Linked DNA regions of Sus scrofa: regions 2 and 3 are each linked to region 1. Evidence: chromatin contacts called from public HiChIP or PLAC-seq and promoter capture Hi-C data. All regions are on one chromosome and are shown on one strand. Each heading gives the region's core, a stretch centred on a gene start, on an enhancer-like site or on the middle of the called end of the contact. The rest is flanking DNA. Distances are from core to core; before and after follow the strand shown.

Region 1 (2,700 bases), core at 198-2,697:
ATCATAAAAATGTAAAAAAATTATCAGAACCATGTTTTGGTAGGGACATGGAGCAATGTGATGTTTCAAACACTGCTGTGCAAGTATAAATTTAGTTTGGTAGATATTTTGGCACTACCTGGTAAAGTGGAAGATATATGACACTGTAATTCCATTGGTAGGTAAATCATGCATGTGTATCCTATGTAAAAGAATGCTGGTGGCAGCACAGTCTATAAAGTGAAAAACTAGAAATAACTCAAATGTCCATCATTTTTAGAAGGGATGAATAACTGGTATACTTTAAAGGATGGAATATAATAAAGAAAACAAATGAACCACTATCATATCTAATATGGATAATTCCCAAAAACATAGTTGTACAAATCATTAAAGTAAGAGATAAAAGTATGTCAGCATTCACATAAAGTTTTAAAATGGGGAAAAACTACAGTATAATGCTTAAAGTGGTATATATACATAAGTGAAAAATCCTCATACATTTATCCAGTGATGCTAACATAATAACATAACCACACACAAATATAAACGAACATGGGAACTTACAGCTAAAGATAACCCGCAACTCAAACAACAGGGCCTCATACCCAGGGCCTCAAAAGGTCACATAAGCACAATCACACAATTACCAAGAGGACAATAAATCACAACTCACACTGTCACAGGCACTGCACACCTGAACACGGTCGCAGTCACAATCACACAAACGACAGATAAAACCACACAGTATCCACAAGTACCCCAACGGTACTCTGCAGCACACAGTCGCGCAATCACACCCCTCTACGGGGCAAACGCTATCACATCCACCGAGTCACAAGCTCCTCACACCAGCACATTCAATGCCACACGTGATTACATGTACCTCACCGGGTCGCATCGCGTCACACCAGAGCAGTCACAGGCTCTGAGGCTGTGCTGCACACGGTTATCATTGGAAACACACGCTCACTACAGGAACAGCGAGACACAATCACACGGTCATTCATCACATACCAATACACAGACACAAACACACAATTTCAATCTCACCTCCTCAGCGGTACAAAGCCGATGCTTCAAGCCCACCCTCTCTTAGGGTTCCCCACCTCGGTTCTTCCAAGCTTCCAAAGGCGCAGAGCCCTCCACTGCACTGAAACACTTGCTGGTACGGACCTGAGGGTCCCCCCAGAGCGTGATTCTCGAGGTTGAATTCACACGAGAATCACGTTTTGCCGAGGAGTCCTCTGGGAAGTGTAGTCAGCGACGCCCAGAGGCGGGCAAGATGGCTGACAGTCAACGGGATTTTTATCAGAGCTCAGCTGCTGTCCCGCCGAAAAGATTGCGTCCCCCTCACAAACGCGCACCAGAGACCTCGCGGAGCCTGGCTCAGCCTCAGGCAGTGGTCCCCAAAGAAGGCCACTCCTAAGCATTTGAAAATGGACTTCCCAGGTCCGCCCTACTGTATCCCCTGGAGTTGAACGCGCTCTGGAAGAAAAGAGTTAGTCCGCAAGGGGAGGTAATTTGCACCGCCGAGCCTCCTGGGAAGTGTAGTTAGGAAGCAGGAAAAAGCGGTGGATGGACCGTTTGAAATTCGTCTGGATTCCTCATCCCCTGAGCCTGGCCACACCCCGCAGACATCTGGGAGTGTCACTGCGCCCAGGGGAGCGCGCAGGCTTTCTGGGTCGCCGTCTTGGCCTTTGTTTGGGTGTGAGTTTGACTTGGGGGATTCTTCGGTGCCGAGTTTTGGGACCTGAGATTTTTGAGACCCAAAGCTAGTCCAGGAGGCTGCAGAGGAGGAGACCAGGAACTTGCCACGGGATTGGGGAGGTTGAAGGGGAGGAATCGCTAAACGTGAAATGGGGAGGGGGTGTTTAAAACGGAGTAGTTTCCGACTTCGCAAAGGGGCTGTGCTCCTGACTTCGGTGTGATAGTCGCAGCGTGAGAATGAGGGGGTGGTGAGGCAAGCTGTGCAGAATGCAAGTAATGAGAGCCCGGTATGTGTTGGGTGCCATAGAGAAGAAACTGGACGCATGATTTTGTGTAGGGGTGTGTGTGGAATTAACTATTTGTGATTGATTGATTGTCTTCTGGAATGCAGAAGTTCCCAGGCCAAGGGATGAAACCTATCGCTACAGCAGTGAGGACGCTGGATCTTTAACCCGCTTAGCCACCAGGGAACCCCAGTAATTGATAATTTAAATGAGTATCAACCGTATGTTTGACTGAGATTGTATCTTGGTAAATAATCTCTGAACCTCATTGTAAAACAGTGGCAAGGAGGATGGATCTTTCTGGGGCAGGTTTTTTGTTTTTGTTTTTGTTTTTGTTTTGTCTTTTTTTAAGGTTTGATGGGAGAAAGATTACATAATTGAGCTAATAAATGATTTAAAGCTTGATCAATTATGGAATAGAAATTAAAGCAGCGCTTTTTTAAAAAACGAAAGTTGGTTTTAAAGAAACTATTTTTTTAAATGGGGGGCTTGCTCTTGCTTAGAGCCCAGATCTTGGAGTCCTAGCCATTCAATCTTGATGTTCTTTTAACGTCTTGGGGGAGGCGTGTATGTCTAAGGGAGCTGATTTGTGCAGTTCTAGACTAAGAAATAACTTTAAAGATTGAGGAGTAGTATTGGCCATTGGAAATAGCAGAGAAGTGAATTAAAGTGTTATTCCCATTGTCGGATTAAAAAAAAAAACACAAACAATCAACGTTTAGTGAGA
Region 2 (2,700 bases), core at 158-2,657, 160 kb after region 1:
TAACCTATTTCAGGAGAGCAAACACTTCCCTTTTCTGAAAAACTAAAACAGAAAATAATAACAAAATCCCTGACCTTGAGCTTAGTTTTCAGATAGGCTCTGTAATGTTTTCCTTTTCTCAGGGCTCTTCTCTCAGAGATCTGCACTGTAGGGGAAGGATGAGAAGGAGGGAAGTAAGGAGACAGGAGACATCAAACCTTTTTTGGAGCACAGAATGGCTAAACTGGAAGAAATTCTTCAACACAGAAGCTCACATCATCACCTGCACACATACTCAGATAGAAGGGAAGATGGGAGTACTGCTAACCCTTCTTAGTATCAAAGGCAAAGGCCAAGATCACTGATATCCAGGGCTGAAACTTTCTCTGAGTTCATAACTGGGGAGACAGTTTTGAGGATGATGTGATTTGAAATGTGGAACTTGACATCAGCTCCCCAGGGAGATCCGGAGGAGGGACTCCTACTCCTAGGCTCTCCTCATGTCTTCCTAGGACTCTGCCTAAGGGACACTCCCAACTCTAATAAAACTCATTCCAAAAAGAGGTTTATGCTCTTGTATAACCTTTATCCTACCACTGAAATATCTGACTCCCATTTTGGTGACCATTTCTCTGCAGCTGGGGTCCTGGTTATAAACTGGGAGAAAAGAGGAAGCAGTGATACAGGGATACAGATCCCAAGAAAGGATAGAACAGAAAATTGGCTTCTGGGCGGGCGACGCTCGTTCCCCTGGCACCCACCTTCTGTTAAGCACTGGAATCTGGGCGCTGGAGGCGGGGATGCCCTGACAAATGCAGCTCAGGCTATGCTTCAGTGCGACTCTGGTTAATACAGGTATCGTCACAGGCACAGATACACTCTCAGGGAGAACTTCAACAGCCCTGTTCAGTCCTGATGTTAAACCCAGAACTGCAGAAATAAGCTCTACCGCATGACACAACCAAACTCCCACCCGGTCACAGAAGTCACAGCTTCTTCCATCACATTAGGTAGCACCGTCTTCCGAAGGGCGGTCTCAAACCCCACAGGGGCACATGTCTCACATCACAGTTAACCACGGTCACCCCAAAGGTCCCGCATCTTGCACCTGTCACGGTCTCCTTACGGCGCACACACCCCGCCTCATCACGGCCACAAAGGCTCACACACACTTAAACACGCCTACACAGGCTTGAGCTCCAGGTCCACACAGCCCGTGACACTGTGCCAGAGGGTCAAGACCTCCTCACCGTGAGGGCCCGCCGCACCCAGACGCCGGTTATACCACTTGGATCGCGGCGACTGAGAACTTTGGAGGGCAGCAAGAGACGAACCACAGATCAAACATCTTTTTAAAAGCTGCCCAGGGGCTGTGGGAAATGTAGTTCAAGGCCGCAAAAGCCCGGATATCGAGAAGGCTCACGCGCGCGCCTGCGCGCGGAGGCCGCGGCGGCGAAGACGTGCCGCGGAGACACTTGGGAGGTACGACCCGCGCGGGAGTGCGCTTGAGCGGACGGCTGGCCAGTAGTGGAAGGCGAGGCTGGTAGGTCCTGCGGGCTCTGGTTGGGCGGGTGATGCTGGGACGCGGGGGGATTGCGGAGGAGGGAGGCGGGAACCTGGGCTGGGAAAAGCGAGGAAGGAAGAGGGAACTCGGGCCGAGGGGGAAAGGGAAAGTTCAGGCCCTAGTGAAGGCGAAGCGGGAAGCAAGACCTAGGCAGAGGAAGAAACCAGGGCTGGGAACGGCGAGAAGGGAACAGGGAGCCCGAGGCGGGTGTGAGCTCGGCCTGGCACACACAGGCGTTCCGTTTGTGTAGCTTTGTGTGCCTGTTCTTGTGTGTGTTTGGGCGTGTGACGTTATAAGCCGATTGTTTGTGAAGGTGAAAAGAGTCTCTGCGTGTGTCGATTTATGTTTGAAACTGCGACTTTAAGGAGGCGACAGTTAGGGGTTTATGAGTAAAATATTGCTACTTTGCCTAGACGTATGTAGTGGGCTCTGTGGGATTATGCATGACCTGTGTGTCTATGGGACTGTGATTGTGCAGTGGGTGATATGACTGAATATGTCAAATTTTTGAAGTATTTTGTGTGCACAGTTCACGATGACTATGAATGTGGCTGGATCATTGTGTGACTGAGGTGAAGCACTTAAGAAAGTGGATGTAAGACTAGTTATGCACTATGTCTTGTTTAGATTATCTGAATATTGGCCATTTTATATGCCTGTGGAATTTGGCAATTAGACAAGTGAATAAAATAGATTTTTAAAATGGAAAGGAGGAGGTAAAATTAAAATAATTTTCAGGTGGTACAATTGTATTTTGGGAAAACCCTTAATGAGTAATGACCAGTATATTGACGTAAGTAGACCACCACTGGGAGCACACAAAAAGCTTTCTCCCATAACCTCTACCCTCAAATTTCTATTTGCATGATTTTTTTTTTTTTTCCTGAGGCTGGATGAATTCCTGGACAAGAAACATTCAATAATTTCTTCAGTCATTATGAAGATAATAATAAAAAAACACCTGTGGAACATTTAAACATGAGATCAGTCACATTTAAGCCAAATAAAATGTTCATTGTAGAAATCAATACTGCAAACTCGATTTAAAAACTCTCCCTTCTGCTGGAAGTCTGCTGTGCAAAAGAATGCATGATCAGTTTCTTTAATTCCTCATCGTCTCCTTTGTCCCCTCTTCACTCCCTCCAGGTTGATGGTCT
Region 3 (2,700 bases), core at 88-2,587, 230 kb before region 1:
AAAAAAAAAAAAGGGAGAGAGAGGTATCTTTTTTTTCTTGGTCTTTTTAGGGTGGCACCTGCAGCATATGCAAGTTCCCAGGCTAGGGGTCAAACTGGAGCTGCAGCTGCCAGCCACAGCCATGGCCACGCCAAATCCAAGCCACATTAGCAGACACCACAGCTCATGGCCACACAGATCCTTAACCCACTGAGCAGGGCCAGGAATTGAACCTGTGTCCTATTTGTTGGGTTCTTAACCCACTGAGCCACAACAGGAACTCCTCAAGTGACATATCTTTATTAAGCATTAATTTTCAGAAGAAGGAAAGCAAAAAAGAAACTTCAACATACTTTGGACACTGCTTGTAGAAGTTCAGCATGCATTCTTTCCTTCTCTTCTGCTCCTCACTTGGCAAAGGGTAGAACTAGATGAGAAAGTAATAGTTTGAGACACCAGGTTTTTCTGATTGCTCAAACTGGTCAAGTCAGGGCTCAGCCCCAGTCTCAGCCCTAAGCCTCAGCACACACTCAGGGAATGGAGATCAGAGGAAAATGGGGCGTCCCACCCAATTTCAGTGTTTCAGGAGAAAGTTGAGGTTACAGCTGTCGAGGACTAAAGTCTGACCAAACCTCACAGAGGTTTCCTAGAGACAGAGCTGTGAAGTAACAATCGCACAGTTGACAGGAGCCTCCTACCCATAAACGCGGTGCTACATTCATGAGGCACAGACATACTTAAAACAAGGGAACACACACTCCACACCTGCACACATAGAACCACACATGGCAACACAGATAATATACCAAACTCACCATGGAACACATGTTACATTCGCATAGCCGCAGGTATCCTAGTGTCGCGTGGTCACAATCACACACCACCATAGGGACACACGGTCACAACCCCATATGCAAAAGGGTCGCAAAATCTCCCCTTTTTCAGTCCGTTCCGCCCGCACAGGCACAAGCACCAGCCTCCGTATCAGCCTCTGGCCTCCTCAATTTCAGCCTCCTCCAGGTCCCCCAGGATCCCAACCCGCAGAGCTGAACCAGTGCCCCACGGGCCCACGATCGCCCACCTCATGGATCTAACAGTCCCGCCAGGCGTGACGCAAATTTCGAGTTCCTGCGAGAAGAGCGACCGGCCGCTAGGCCCTCTGGGAAATGTGGTCCACAGTGGGCCCCACAGCTGATTTCTCTCAGCGCCCTGCTAGGGCTCACCCTGATCGACTGCCCCCGCAACTGTGAATTTAGTCGGGCCTCAGAGACGCCACGCGCGGTAGCTCGGGCACTCGGGCTTAACCACCTGAGCCGACCAGGCTCACCCCGGTCTCCCTCACACAGGAAACGCCCCCTCTGTTCTGGCCGGAAGTTGAGTCAAGCCGTGAGGCCTTCTGGGAGGTGTTGTGTTGTGGAACGTCCGTTGGGAGGCAGACGCGGTGGGGTGGTTCGACGTTGCCAGCGCCTGGCCCGGGCCTTCCTCGGGTCTCCTTCATCCATCCTCTCGGAAACTGCGCGCTAGATGTGCATTCGGGCGTTTCCGGCAGGTGACGCTGCCGTGTCCCCAGAGCGGGACTTAAGGAAGGGGCTCAAGCCATCTGGGCAGCATCAGCGCGCGGCTAAAGGGGTGGAGCCTTTAAGGAGGCCCCAAGTGTTTGGAGTAGCGGCAGTGCGGAGAATGCTCCTGGAGAGTTGTTGGAGTTCTCAGAACGAGAAACTGTGGTGGAGAGTTACTGTGTGTGTGTGTGTGTGTGTGTGTGTGTGTGAGTGAGAGAGAGAGAGAGATTGTGGTGATGTGAGAGTGATGGGGGTGTGGTTGTGTATGAGTGTGATGGAGTAATTGTGATAGGATGTGTAATGGTGATGTTCGTGATTGTGATTTATGAAAACGTTTGTGGTGTTGTTTGTGTAATTGCTAGGTGGATGTGCAATGTGTGAGTGTGGTGAGGTGTTGGCAATTGTAATTTGTGTAGTGGTTCTTGTCTTGCCTGAGTTGACTTCTGTGTAGGCATAATTGGTAACCGCTTGAAAAAAATTGTATTTGGTTTCAAGTGGTCCTTTTTCCTCATTGCCCACTCTTTGTTAGCCCTCTTTCCTTTGGTGACATTGTCCAGATTTATTTTATTTATTTATTTTTTGGGCCTTCTTTTGGCTTTTTTTATTATATGTATTATTTATTGTCATTATAATAATGCTGCCTGACAAACAGCTCTTAAACTCGGTGGAATACAACAGCAAGCATTTATTTTCTTGTTCATAGGGTTACAGGTCCTTTATGTTCATTTTACCTAGGCTGGGCCTGCCTGGATGGATGGGCTGCAGAATGGATTCAGACCTGCTCCATAGGCGTTCTTTCTGCAGCTCAGGCTAAAAGGACAGTGGTTACCAGGACATGTTCTTCTCATGGTGGATCACCAGAGTACAAGACAGATCTTAAAAGCATCCTTAAAATTTCTTTTCCTGGAGTTCCCGTCGTGGCGCAGTGGTTAATGAATCCGACTAGGAACCATGAGGTTGCGGGTTCAGTCCCTGCCCTTGCTCAGTGGGTTAACGATCCGGCGTTGCCGTGAGCTGTGGTGTAGGTTGCAGACACGGCTCGGATCCCGAGTTGCTGTGGCTCTGGTGTAGGCCGGTGGCTACAGCTCCGATTAGACCCCCTAGCCTGGGAACCTCCACATGCTGTGGGAGCGACCCAAGAAATAGCAAAAAGACAAAAAAA

The links. Promoter capture Hi-C pulls out the DNA fragments that hold promoters and counts their contacts. HiChIP or PLAC-seq counts read pairs in DNA pulled down with a chosen protein or histone mark.
Region 2: a contact with region 1 is called in an H3K27ac HiChIP or PLAC-seq map of skeletal muscle, with 6 times the contacts expected there. The contact joins the promoter of ZNF567 here to the promoter of ZNF566 in region 1. A contact is called at or near these places in 1 of 5 promoter capture datasets (liver), 2 of 47 Hi-C or Micro-C datasets (heart right ventricle and liver) and 2 of 2 datasets of contacts at active chromatin or transcription factors (alveolar macrophages and skeletal muscle).
Region 3: a contact with region 1 is called in a promoter capture Hi-C map of liver, with 4 times the contacts expected there. The contact joins the promoter of ZNF829 here to the promoter of ZNF566 in region 1. A contact is called at or near these places in 1 of 5 promoter capture datasets (liver) and 1 of 2 datasets of contacts at active chromatin or transcription factors (alveolar macrophages).

What each region holds. Positions count from the first base shown.
Region 1 is chr6:45,892,730-45,895,429 of Sscrofa11.1, reverse strand. ZNF566 (zinc finger protein 566) reads right to left here and starts at 1,447. Exons shown (of 3, transcript XM_021097194.1): 1 at 1,033-1,447. LOC110255280 (zinc finger protein 82 homolog) reads right to left here and starts at 1,160. Exons shown (of 7, transcript XM_021097168.1): 1 at 1,033-1,160.
Region 2 is chr6:45,736,737-45,739,436 of Sscrofa11.1, reverse strand. ZNF567 (zinc finger protein 567) reads left to right here and starts at 1,407. Exons shown (of 6, transcript XM_021097128.1): 1 at 1,407-1,522; 2 at 2,690-2,700.
Region 3 is chr6:46,120,163-46,122,862 of Sscrofa11.1, reverse strand. It overlaps ZNF829 (zinc finger protein 829), which reads right to left and starts at 1,337. Exons shown (of 6, transcript XM_013998466.2): 1 at 1,061-1,337; 2 at 333-406. The coding sequence starts at 365. ZNF568 (zinc finger protein 568) reads left to right here and starts at 1,357. Exons shown (of 8, transcript XM_021097146.1): 1 at 1,357-1,528.